2 separate regions of the Mus musculus genome follow, and region 2 is linked to region 1. A link is a contact called in public HiChIP or PLAC-seq data. All regions are on one chromosome and are shown on one strand. Each heading gives the region's core, a stretch centred on a gene start, on an enhancer-like site or on the middle of the called end of the contact. The rest is flanking DNA. Distances are from core to core; before and after follow the strand shown. Region 1 overlaps Gucy1a1 (guanylate cyclase 1, soluble, alpha 1). Region 2 has its middle 25 kb from the start of Map9.

Evidence for each region. HiChIP or PLAC-seq counts read pairs in DNA pulled down with a chosen protein or histone mark.
Region 2: an H3K27ac HiChIP or PLAC-seq map of heart atrium shows a contact between it and region 1, with 7 times the contacts expected there. The contact joins two enhancer-like sites. A contact is called at or near these places in 3 of 484 Hi-C or Micro-C datasets (the HL-1 cell line, cortical neurons and uterus), 5 of 115 datasets of contacts at active chromatin or transcription factors (cardiomyocytes, craniofacial prominence, embryonic forebrain and 2 more) and 3 of 9 other capture datasets (adipose tissue, liver and pancreatic islet).

The regions. Positions count from the first base shown.
Region 1 is chr3:82,109,557-82,115,384 of GRCm38.p6, forward strand. It overlaps Gucy1a1 (guanylate cyclase 1, soluble, alpha 1), which reads right to left. Exons shown (of 9, transcript NM_021896.6): 3 at 3,716-3,777; 4 at 1,597-1,655. Among named protein-coding and RNA genes, the nearest start is that of Mir7010, 6.2 kb to the left of the region's middle. Within about 2 kb of position 3,080, at least 24 of the 459 cell types and tissues checked have an H3K27ac peak or open chromatin away from gene starts, as enhancers often do. A contact at or near this core is called in heart atrium, where this site is marked.
Region 2 is chr3:82,330,559-82,336,386 of GRCm38.p6, forward strand. No RefSeq gene overlaps it. Among named protein-coding and RNA genes, the nearest start is that of Map9, 25 kb to the right of the region's middle. Within about 2 kb of position 3,178, at least 38 of the 459 cell types and tissues checked have an H3K27ac peak or open chromatin away from gene starts, as enhancers often do. A contact at or near this core is called in heart atrium, where this site is marked.

The DNA.
Region 1 (5,828 bases), core at 1,830-4,329:
ATCTCTCACAAGTACAACTAGAGTTCCAAGGTTAAGTCCATCTCAGAGGAAGCCTATCTGTCTTTCTCTTAACCACACAATGTGTTTCTGCTTAAAGTGTACTCTACCCAGAAAGGTCAGAGTATACGCCTCAGTGTAAGAGTCACAACTGAAATGAATTTAAAACATGAAACTCAATTACATTTGGAGATGATTCCATGATAGTTTTTTTGTTTGTTTGTTTTTTGTTTGTTTGGTTTGGTTTGGTTTGGTTTGGTTTTTTGGTTATTTGATGTACCCTGAGTGAAGATTTCCATGAATTATATCATTCACCTTCAGCATCTTCTTCCTAAGGTTCCTGCTTGTCTCCATATTCTGGGTACTATATTTTTTATCATTTCTTTTGTGATAATAATATAATTGCATTCTATCCCTTACCTTCTTTGAGATCTACCCATACACGCCTCCTTGATCTCTTTCAAACTTATGACCCCTCTTTTTCATTAATTGTTGTTACATACATATACACATCTGTATATTCACATATATCTCCAAAAAAAAAAACCCTGCTCAGTTTGTACTATGTTATTTGTATGCATGTTTTCAGGGCAGGCCATTTGGTACTGGGCGACATATTGGTGCGTTCTTCTCCTAGGAAGACTATTCCTACTACACTGAGGATTTCGTAGTTGCTTATAGTTCTTTGTTTAGACTTGAACCTTGTGGGCTTTTCTCCAGTTTGGCCTGCCCATAGGTGTGGTCCTTGATCAGCTCATGTTTGGACAGTCCTGTTGGTGAGACATTATGGGCACAGCTTTTTATATTACTAGGAGATAAAATCTTACAGTCAACTCCCTGGTCCTTTGACTTTTCAGGTCTTTCTATCCCCTCTTCTACAATGTGACCATTGAGACTGCACTCCACAACTCCATACTTGGATTGGTTGTGGTTTTCTGTTATGGTCTGCTCCTGTTGCAGAGATGTTTCAAACATTTTTTCCCCTTTGTAAAGTGGGAAACAGTGCTACTCTCTTTGAGGAATATTGTGATGTGTGGGAGTTTTGTTTAGAAGAGTGTCTTCCAAGAATGGTTTAATATAAAGTAGCCATTGTTACCGCTATATTTCTTAGAAGTACTACTTTTCCTAGCCTAAAATTTCTCAGTTTTCATGCCCATACTCTGTAAAAGGCTCAACAGCAGTCTCTATCTCTTTCCCCTGAGGCTAATTATTAACGTGAGAACTCTGCCAGACTATATTCCCGTGATTGCCTCCAGCCTTTGAAAACACTCCTCAATTTGCCTTATTGAGCAGAATTTTTCATGGACAAATGAGAAAGACATAGTTTGGTTTGAAACCAAAGTCTGTGACTGTGAAAGTCTGGGAATCAGCTTCGCACCCAGGTTTATCTAACTCTCAGCAAATTAACAGCAGGAAAGGAGGAATGCTTGAGGCCACGTGTAGTATAGAAGGGGTTACTCTGCATTAACACACACAGAGTTCAAGGACTTCAGGCTGGGAGTCACTAACAAACAAATGCAAACATGTTGAGAGAAATATTAGTTATTCAGGGATGTGGTGTGCTTCCTAATTCCCTGTTCTCACAGTTTTATTTATTACCTGCTGCAATTGCTTCTTCTGCGATTATTTTTTCAAGGTCTTCTTTTTCTGAAGATTTCCTGGGAATAATTAAAGGTCTTAAATTAAAAGACAGATTAATGAGTGTTGAAAATTTGGATCATATACAACATATAATGATAGGTGAGAATTCTTTTCCAGAAGCAAATCTTGACATACCATATAAGATACAATCTGAAAGTCAGTGTCTTCATACATCAACTGCATGGCTTTGTCATTCATGTCTGCCTACATGGCTTTTAAAACCTTATCATTATAGTGACTGATTCTGTTGAAATTTGCCAAGTTATTCTAGCACTTTAAGGGTATAAAAGGGTATTTAATTGCAAGGTTCAACTTGCCATTAGCTGAGCCAAGTTTAAATGCAGGTATACTTCTTCTGTTTTAAATAGCATTTTAATAAAACACAGTATAATTTGAGAATTTTTAAAAGGAGACTGTTTTAAGAAGGAAAATTGGCCAGAAAAAAACTTTGTTGCATAGAAATATGATGCTTATAAGTATATAAAGTACTAAGTAGGAATATTTTATCCAAGTGGGCTGGGTATCATATTATAGCTATATACTCAATTTGGATATGGAGAGTCACAATCCTTTTTTGGATAATTCATCACAGTACCAGACTCTTATTTTTCCTTCCCTTTAAAAATCATTTCAGCAGATTTATTTTTCTAAAGAATGAGAGCAGGGCTCCTCACTCTAATACTGCCATTTTCTGACATTCATACTGTCAGATGAGTGCAGAATGGAGCTTTGTTATTCTGAAAAGCACACAATGAAGTGAGTGTAAACTAAATACTCCTTGCTTTAGCAAACACAGCATACAGAAAGTCTTGTGAGTGGCCAGCAAGACCCCCCCACCTCTACACACACACACACACACACACACACACACACAATTATGATTTTGTCCACATGTTGGGGGAGAGAGACAGGGAGAGAGAGTTCCCGCAACACTTCCCCCAGCAGCAGGCGAGGTCACAGTGACTCTTCAGATAAGAACTGGGCTCTCATCCCACTGCTTAACCCATTATTTGTGTTTTGTTTGATTACAAGTCCCAGAAATAAACTGCAGGAAACAGGATTAAGATGTGTTCATCTGCTGGCAGACCAAGGATAGCACAAACAGTAAAGTGAGGCATCAACATGCAAATGAGCAAGAAAAGTACTCAGAAGGTACGTAAGACTGAGGCAGAGCCACCTCACACAGGAGCAGGCAGGAGGAAAAGCCTACTGGTCAACAGTCAGCATCATGGACCAATGTCAGCCTCTGTATTCCTTAAGATTTCCAAAGGAAATAATTGTTGTGGATTTTACTTTTGAGGGCTCTTTTACAGGATGCACCACAGAAAACAGATTTCCATCCAGCAGCAGGGATGTTTCAGAGCACAAAGGCCTGAGAATAAATCTCAAGTGCACTGGCTGCCAAGGACTTGAGCCAACAGCTCCAGTAGCACCATAAGAATGACTTGAAGCTATCTTATCAGCCTGCCTGGGAATTAGGGGCAGAGGCGCCTGGGATGCTTGTCAGCTCTGTCCAGTAAAGAAAGCTTCTGTCAGACACAGATTCACACTCTTCTGGGCCGTTCATGACCCTTTCTTGGCTCAGTTGAGCTGCCTGCATAAAGTCTAATAGCATTTACTCAGCAGGAAAATTCAGCCCAGATTATCCATAGGGTGGACTACACTATGATAGGGAAGAGATGCACATGAAAGTGTTTGTAGAGTGTACCAACCAAGGTGTTGGTGTGCAAAACTCTATGTTGTACTTTGTAAATGTGGACTCAGTATTTATTATTCACAAATTGAATACTTAGAACAGGAATAGTCAATTTTTCTGCCAGAAGCATGTGGCCAGCTTTATTTTAAAAGCCAACTATACAAACAAGATTTAAAACAAAGCAAAAACACAATCCTATTTTCCTTCTCTTCTGAAACCTGAAAAAGTACATTTGTTCTCAAGTTTGCAGTTGCTAACACTTATTCAGTTTTTGATCTATAACAACAATCTGGTAAGTATTAATGTATTCAATAAGGTTTGATTATTTTTACACAATATTTGTGGGATGCGGGTTCATACAACTAAGGTAACTTAGCTTACCTGTTTTCTTCTATTTTATGCTTTGCCAAGGTTCTCTGAAGTGCAAGGTTCAGTCGCTCACACTGGAAAGAAAAAGAAATATTTGTAGCATTTCCTTAAGATGTCTTAAAAGGAGCCGGGCAGTGGTGGCACACGCCTTTAATCCCAGCACTTGGGAGGCAGAGGCAGGCAGATTTCTGAGTTTGAGGCCAGCATGGTCTACAAAGTGAGTTCCAGGACAGCCAGGGTTATACAGAGAAAACCTGAAACCCTGTCACAAAATTAAAAAAAATAATAAATAAATAAATAAAAAGAAAAGAAAAAGAAAAAGAAAAAAAAAGATGTTTTAAAGGGATGCAAACTTGTACTTAGTGGTTAGTGCCATGGATTTGCTATGTTGGGAACGGAGACTTCTTTCTGAAGTGTTTTTCAACCCAGGGAAGAATCAATGAGCTCAGACTATTTTTTGTTGGTGGTGTAGGGAGTCAGAGGGCCCTGCTCTTGGCCATAAGTGTCACAGAGAACCACGCTTAGTCTGGACTCACACAGAAGATGTCAGTTCTTAATGTCAGGCCTTCTCTAATGCAGGGATCCATGTCGTCACTTCCTTTGGACCAGGACGTCTCGATATACACACTCCCAATGTTGTCATTGTACAGCTCATTCTCTTCCCTTCCGAAAGGATATCTCCTCCCTTCTCACCCAAGCTCACAGTGCCCTTCCCACACACTTTACTCATGTTTCCCTTCGTCTAGTCTAAGAACCTGCAGTTATCTCTACTGCTCACTTTTTAACCCCCAAAACTAATCTGTCATCAGAAAGGTGTATTTTAAGAGTCTTGGCCTTGCCTTTATTATAATTCCCATTTTTAAAAAATCATCCTTACCAAATATTGGTACTTCCACTCTTTGATTTCTGAGTGTTTATGAGATTTCCTTTCTTGTGCTTTTGACTATCTACTGATCTATTTTAATGAATCTTTCTTTGCACTTGATAAACAAGGAAAGGCATCGATGAGAAGCGTTCAGCTTCCGATTCTGGATGAAAGTCACACATGTCTGTGCATGGGTACATGATCGTCGACTCTTGTTTTCACTTTACACACAGAAAAGTCAAGAACTTTCTGGATATGATCCAAGTTGGGAAATTCATTTTGCCTTAATCTATTCATATCTCTCATAGAGTTTCCACTAGTCACAGAAGGCAATGTTGAAAAAAAAAAAAAGGAGAGGAGAGGAGAGCTTTTTTGAAAAGGGCTTTGAATTCTAAATATGTAAATCAAGCTTAGAAAATAGATACAAAATTTATTCAATGAAAATGCAATCACTAAAAAGAAATCATAAAGAATTTAAATGTATAGTCAGGAGCATATTTTTGGATGGTTCAGGAATGGAGAAGGGAACACCTGTGACAGGATGAATAGAAAGTGGTTGTTGAGTCCCGAAGGTAAAGTCTGAGGCAGACCCTGTTGACTCTGTGACAGCAAAAATCCTGAAAGAACAGCTGCGTGACAGGTTCAGAAAGAAACATTTCCTAGTGGTCTTTCACATCAAGGGTAAAAAGAAAAAACAAAAAACAAAAAACAAAAAGGCCCAGTGAGGCTTGTGAGATTGTAAGGAAGCACCTCAGACAGATGCCTGGGAAACTCATCTCCTCATGATCCTTCCACTCAGCAGTTCCTCTGCATCAGCAGCTATGGACATCAGTGGGATACACATCCAGAGAACCACAGGCTTCTGTGAGTTCTCCCTTCTGTAAAACATACTCATGTGAAGAATGGGTTATGGGGGCAGGGGAAAAAGGGACACTGCCTCTCCTCTACTGCAACCCAAGGTTTCCTCTGTCTTTCACCTAGTTGAATAGAAACCCAGGAAAGGCAAGAAGAGGCCATTTTACTCATCTCTATCAACTCTTGCTCAGAACTGGGCTGTAAGAAAAAAATATAACCAGTCTTATCACTAGGGGACTTGTCCATGCTCCTGTGTGGTGCTATGGGACATATATGTCTGTTGCTCTCCAATTAAGCCCCCAAGGGTATTCTTTTACAAAACAAAACAAAACAAACAAACAAACAAACAAACAAAACCTTCTTTCTTGCGTTTTTAGCCCTTCCCGTGGTCTTCAGATCAACTTG
Region 2 (5,828 bases), core at 1,928-4,427, 220 kb after region 1:
TCACCAATGGCTCAGGCTCTAAGATCAACAATTGGCAAATGGAACCTCATGAAACTACCAAGTTATGTAAGGTGAAGGACACTGTCAATAGGGCAAGATGGCAGATCACAGACTGGGAAAGGATATGCATCAACCTTACTGACAAAGGGCTAATAACCAAAATTTAAAAAGAACCTAAGAAGTTTGACACCAACAACCCAAATAACCCAGGTTAAAAATGGGGAATGGAGCTAACAGAGAATTCTCAACAGAGGAATCTGGAATGCTCAAGAAACACTTAAAGAAATGTTCAAAGTCCTTAATCATCAGGGAATTGTGAATCAAAACAACTCTGAGACTCCATCTTACACCTGTCAGAATGGCTAAGATAAAAACTTCAATCAATAATACATGCTGTTGAGGATGTAGAACAAGAGGAACACCCCTCCATTGCTGGTGGGAATGCAAAGTTGTACAACCACTTTAGAAACAATCTTTGCAGTTCTCAGAAACCTGGGAATAGTTCTACCTCAAGACCCAGCTAGTATACTCCTTGACATATACCCAAAAGATGATCCACCATCCCACATAGACACTTGCTCAACTATGTTTATAGCAGCTTTATTCATAGTAGCCAGAAACTGGAAACAACCTAGATGTCCCTCAACTGAAGAGTGGATCAAGAAAATGTACTATATCTATACAGTGGGATACTATTCAGCCTTGAAAAATAAAAACATCACTAATTTTGCAGGCAAATGGATGGAACTTGAGAATATCATCCTGAGTGAGGTAGCCCAGTTGCAAAAGCATATGCATGGTATATACTCATTTATAAGTGGATATTAGCCATAAAATGCAAGATACCCATGTTGTACTCCACAGACCTAAAAAAGCTAAACAAGAAGGAACATCCAAATGAGGATATTTGAATCTCACTCAGAAGAGGGAAGAAAATAGTCATGGGGGCATATGAAAGGTGGAAGAGGGAATGAGAAGGGATATGGAGGAGGAATGGGGAGATTCAGGATCAGATGTGAGAAGGTATAGGAGAGATGGCCAGATAGCAGGAATGGGGAGATAGGGAACATCTAGAAGTTATGGTAGAGACTTGCCATATGGGAGGCACCTAAGAATCAATGGGGGTGTCCATAGCTGAGACTCATAGCAGTGGGGATATGAAACTTTAAGAGACTACTTCCTGTACCTATGCAGGAACCCTAGTGGAATGATAGAAACTTTCACAAAACTTTCAACCCAAATTTTATCCTGTTTACAAGAAATGCAGGAAGGGGGCTAACTGATAAGTGGCCCAACTTGAGACCCATCCCATGGGTGAGCATCAATCCCCAATGATACTCTGTTACGCTTGAAGACAGGGGTCTAACATGGCTGTCCTATGAGAGGCTCCACCAAGCACCTGACTCAGAGGGAGGCAGAGACCCACAGCCAAACAGTGATGGAGCTTGGGGACTCCTGTGGAAGAAATGGGCTTGTAGGGCCCAAAGCAGGTAGGAACTCCATAAGAAGACCAACAGAATCAAATAACCCGGAACCCTGGGGCTCTCAGAGATGGGCTGTACCTACCCCTACTCCCTAAACAAATGTAGCAGATGTATAGCTTGGTCTTCATATGGGTTCTGAGCACCTAGAGCAGGGGCTATCACAAAAGCTGTTGCCTGTCTCTGGGATATGTTCTTCTAGCTGGTCTGCCTTGTGTGGCCTCAGTGGGAGCAGATGTACCAAGACTTGATGTGCCAGGGAGAGGGCATACCCAGGGGAGAAGGGAAAAGGACTGTTGGAAGGGGTGACCAACAGAAGGAGCAGTGAGTGGGATGTAAATTAAGTAAGTAAGTAAATAAATAAATAAATAAATGAATAAATAAATTAAATAATTATAGATGCCTTAGAAAGAAAATCCCTTTTTCCTGAGAACTCCTAAGGCAGTTACCAAGACTCCTTACATGAGAAGCACTAGCTGGTAATATTTTGCCTCCTCAAAGACCTTAAAACCCTTAAGAACTCATAAAGCCTGGAAAGGGATGGCCCTGGAGCCTACGCTTCATTAGTTTCATGATAAATCTGTTTGGTTTGCATTAATTAGTTTATGCTAATATGAAGAACCAAGTATTTCTTAGGTCTTCTATTCAGTGCACAGGAGATGCACAGCTGGAAAAGCCTAGAGAGATAGCAGCTTGAGACACAGAGTGGGAACGACAGCAGCCTGGCCGGGTTTGCTTTATACATGTTATACACCGGTGGGTTTTCCAACCTTTCTCAGAATGTAGCAAGTGAAGGCATTGCTCAGAGGACATTGCTTCTCCACATCTCACTTCCTCTAACTTCAGAGTCTGTCATACTTTAAATCTTTCCTTTTAAATACACAAAAGCTTATTTTATCTGTACCAGAACATATCATAGAAAGTATCTTTAATAAACAGATATGCAAATATACCGGTTTTCAAACTCATTTGCATTTAATATCTTTATATATTATACTAGAAATATTCAATAACTCTCAGTAATAAATAATAATAATAATAATGAAGAAGAAAAAAATAAAGTTGGGAGGGAACAAAGAAAGAGAAAACAGTTTGGTAAAAGTTGAAAGGAGGTGGTGGGTAATAAGATCAAAAGATATTGTTTAAATGCACTTTTCTAAAACCTCTTAAAACAACAGTTTCAAACAAACTTGTGTGATCACAATGACTACGTAATGGCAGCCCAGCAATGCCACCTGGGCTTGAGTGTCTGGAGTGTAGTAAAGGGGACAGAGTTCTCTGCGTTGTCTGCTGTGAGCATAGCCCAGGCTCTGCTCTTGAGTCGGGATCCTAGTTTCTGGTCCTTGGTGGGCTCATGATGTCCTCACTGAAAATGATCCTACATTAAAGGACCTTTTTGAGTTATGCAAACCTCTAAACTAGAATTTCAGAGGACAAAGTCTGCCATTCTCTGAGCAAATGTCAGGGTCCCGTGCTTCTTCCTTCCTCTCCAGAGCTGGGGGTGGGGGTGGGGGTGGGGGAGTGGGTGTCCGTCTAAGCAGGCAGGCAATGAAATTCTGTTGAATCAGGAATCTTACGTTCTCAGTCCTAAACGTGATATCCTAAACTTAAGTAGCATGTGCTCTTTTCGTTAGTACACGGCAGTGAGACAAAAATAAAAAGATGGTCAAAGGACAAATTCTGTTTTCCTTTAGAGACCTTTCCCCTAGAAATGGTTCATTAGACAAAGAGAAAACTAGGAACTAATGACCGACTGTTCCTCAGGCGCAGTCGCTGCAGCATTGCGTTATACTGCCCCCTGGAGGTTATCTGCTGCCGTTGCACAAGTTCACGCTGTTGAAATAAAAAAAAACGTTGTGTGCTCAACAATTGGCCAGGGAAATGTTTTCAAGTGTTTCTGTTGTTATTTTGTTTTGGTTTTGTTTATGTTTTAGAGTCGCGAGAGAGCTTATAGGAATTCCTGAAGCTTTTTGAGACATTAAGAAACCTCTTCCTGTTAGAATTCAGACTGCATTTAAATTTTGGATGACAGAAAATACATACAGCAGTATTGCTTACATTTGAGTACGTCAGCTTCTGGAGGTACATTGTCTCCATATGAATGTTGGAGATATATTGGAAGAAATGAAAGTAGGAGGAAGATGGGACATGAAAAGGCAAACAAAGGCAGAGCTGGTGAAAGAGGGAGAACTTAGAGTATAAAGTATCCAGTCTGAACTGTAAGGCTCCAGTATCACTAGTTTCTTTCTATCAGGCACAGTGCTGGACCACAGCCGTCCAGCCCCACAGCAAGCTACCCAGCCTACTCACCCAGCGTCCCTGTGCCAGGTCAGCACCTCCTCACTGCTCCTCTCTTCAGAACCGGATGATCCAGGAGAGAGATGGGTGCTTTACAAGGAAGAGTGCAGTGGGGCCTCACTGCGGGGAAAGGTGTGATTGTGCCTACAGGATTGAGTCAAGAGAAGATTCCAGAAAGACAGTTACTAAACGTGAATATAAGTATAAAAACTGTGCAAACTATAAACACTGTATAAAAACATACAATAATTCACACTTTCTTCATATGGGCTTCAGGTCAAATACATTTCCTTGCATGCAATTATTTAACATACAAGAAAAGAAATTCTAGATATTTGTTGAGTCCCACGGGGCATTTTGACACATCTCTTCATTTTGTCATGTTTAAGTGCAATGAAACTTCAATTGGATCTTTATATCAAGACATTCAAAATCCTTCTGTCTATGTTTTTGAAGTTATTATTAAGTCACCTGCTCTGGAAGAACAGACCAGAATACTTGATACTGTCTAATTATCACATAGTGTCCCATCCCTGGCCTTTTCTGGAAGGCTTTACTATCTGATTAAACAGTTTAGCCCAATCAGAAAACAGTTAAACCTTACATTAGAGCCATTTGCTTGTAACAATGTTCAATCTACATATACCTGTAGATAGACACTCTTCCTACCACTAATCAGCCACACTTTCATAGGCAAATTATAGAGAGAAGGGGAGAGATGGAGAGGGAAATGGAGAGGGAGACTGAGATGGAGAGGGACACAGAGGAGAATGTTGTATAGAATAAATTCATATATTTACCAGTAAGCTGAGGCAGATCTTTAGACTTTTCTAAGGTGATTTTTATGAAATTTACGTTGGCTAACAAAATTTTTATTGAATTGGAAAATCTCTCAGAATCTTTCTCCATGCAAAGGAAATGAATAGTACTTCTTTTTAAAAAAAACATAATGATGCTTTATGAGACAATCAGTGTCTTATTCATAGCATCTAGAAAACACATTTATTCTTCACCCCAAACCTAGCCTTGTACTTAGCTCATTTGATTTGGAGAAGTTTAACCCCAAGATTTGAGAGAACAGAGTCCTGGCTATACATTAAATGGTGAGGTAAGCCTATTCCCACCATCTGCATCTTCCTCCCCACAGTGATGAACAGCTGTGCAGCTCCACTTCCTGCTGTCAGTCAAGCCACCAATGAGATCCCCCAGAAAAAGTGAGAAGACAGCTCAGAGCATTTGCATTGGCTTAAGTTCTTCTTATGTGCTGAAGACTAGTTTTCCCCACGATTAACTTTCTGTTATTGTTTTTATTATTTTTTTTATCTTTTCTTGGCTTTTAAATTGTTTGTCTGTTTTGAGACAGGGTTTCTCTATGTAGTCCTGGCTGCCCTGGAACTTACTATGTAAACCTCAAACTCAGAGAGGTCCCCGTGTTCTACCTCTGAAATTCTGGGATCAAAACAATGACCACTACATCTGGCTGACTTTTCAAATTTTATCTGAGATTCTTTTTTATACTCTATTCTGATCATGATTTGCCTCTCCCCGAACTCCTGTCGGATCCTCCTTGCCCACTCAACCCTATGAACAAACAAAAACAAAGTCAACAACAACGACAACAAAAAAACAAAACACACACACACACACACCAGAAACGTACAAGCAAAAGACCAATAAAACAAAAACAAAAAATGCCCAAACAAAACAAAATGAAGCAAAAAGTCTACAATGATATCATTGAGTTTGTTATTTGCTGGCCAACAACTCCTGTGGATAAGGCCTACTCTGAAGTGTAGTTATTATATCTAAGGAGATTCTATTGGGGGAAACAAACTTTTGCTTTGTCAGTAATATCAACTGCAGATGGTTCCTTTGTTGGGCTGGGCCCTGTGTCTACTTCCCCTCCAAGCACTGGGACCCCATCCATCTTGAACTTGCACTGTTAATTTTTTAACTTTGAGACTCCTGATTTTATGTTTTATGTTTCAGGGTACCCAACTTCTAATAACTACACAAGTAAGCCTGCATGGAGGAGGTGACTTTAAAGCT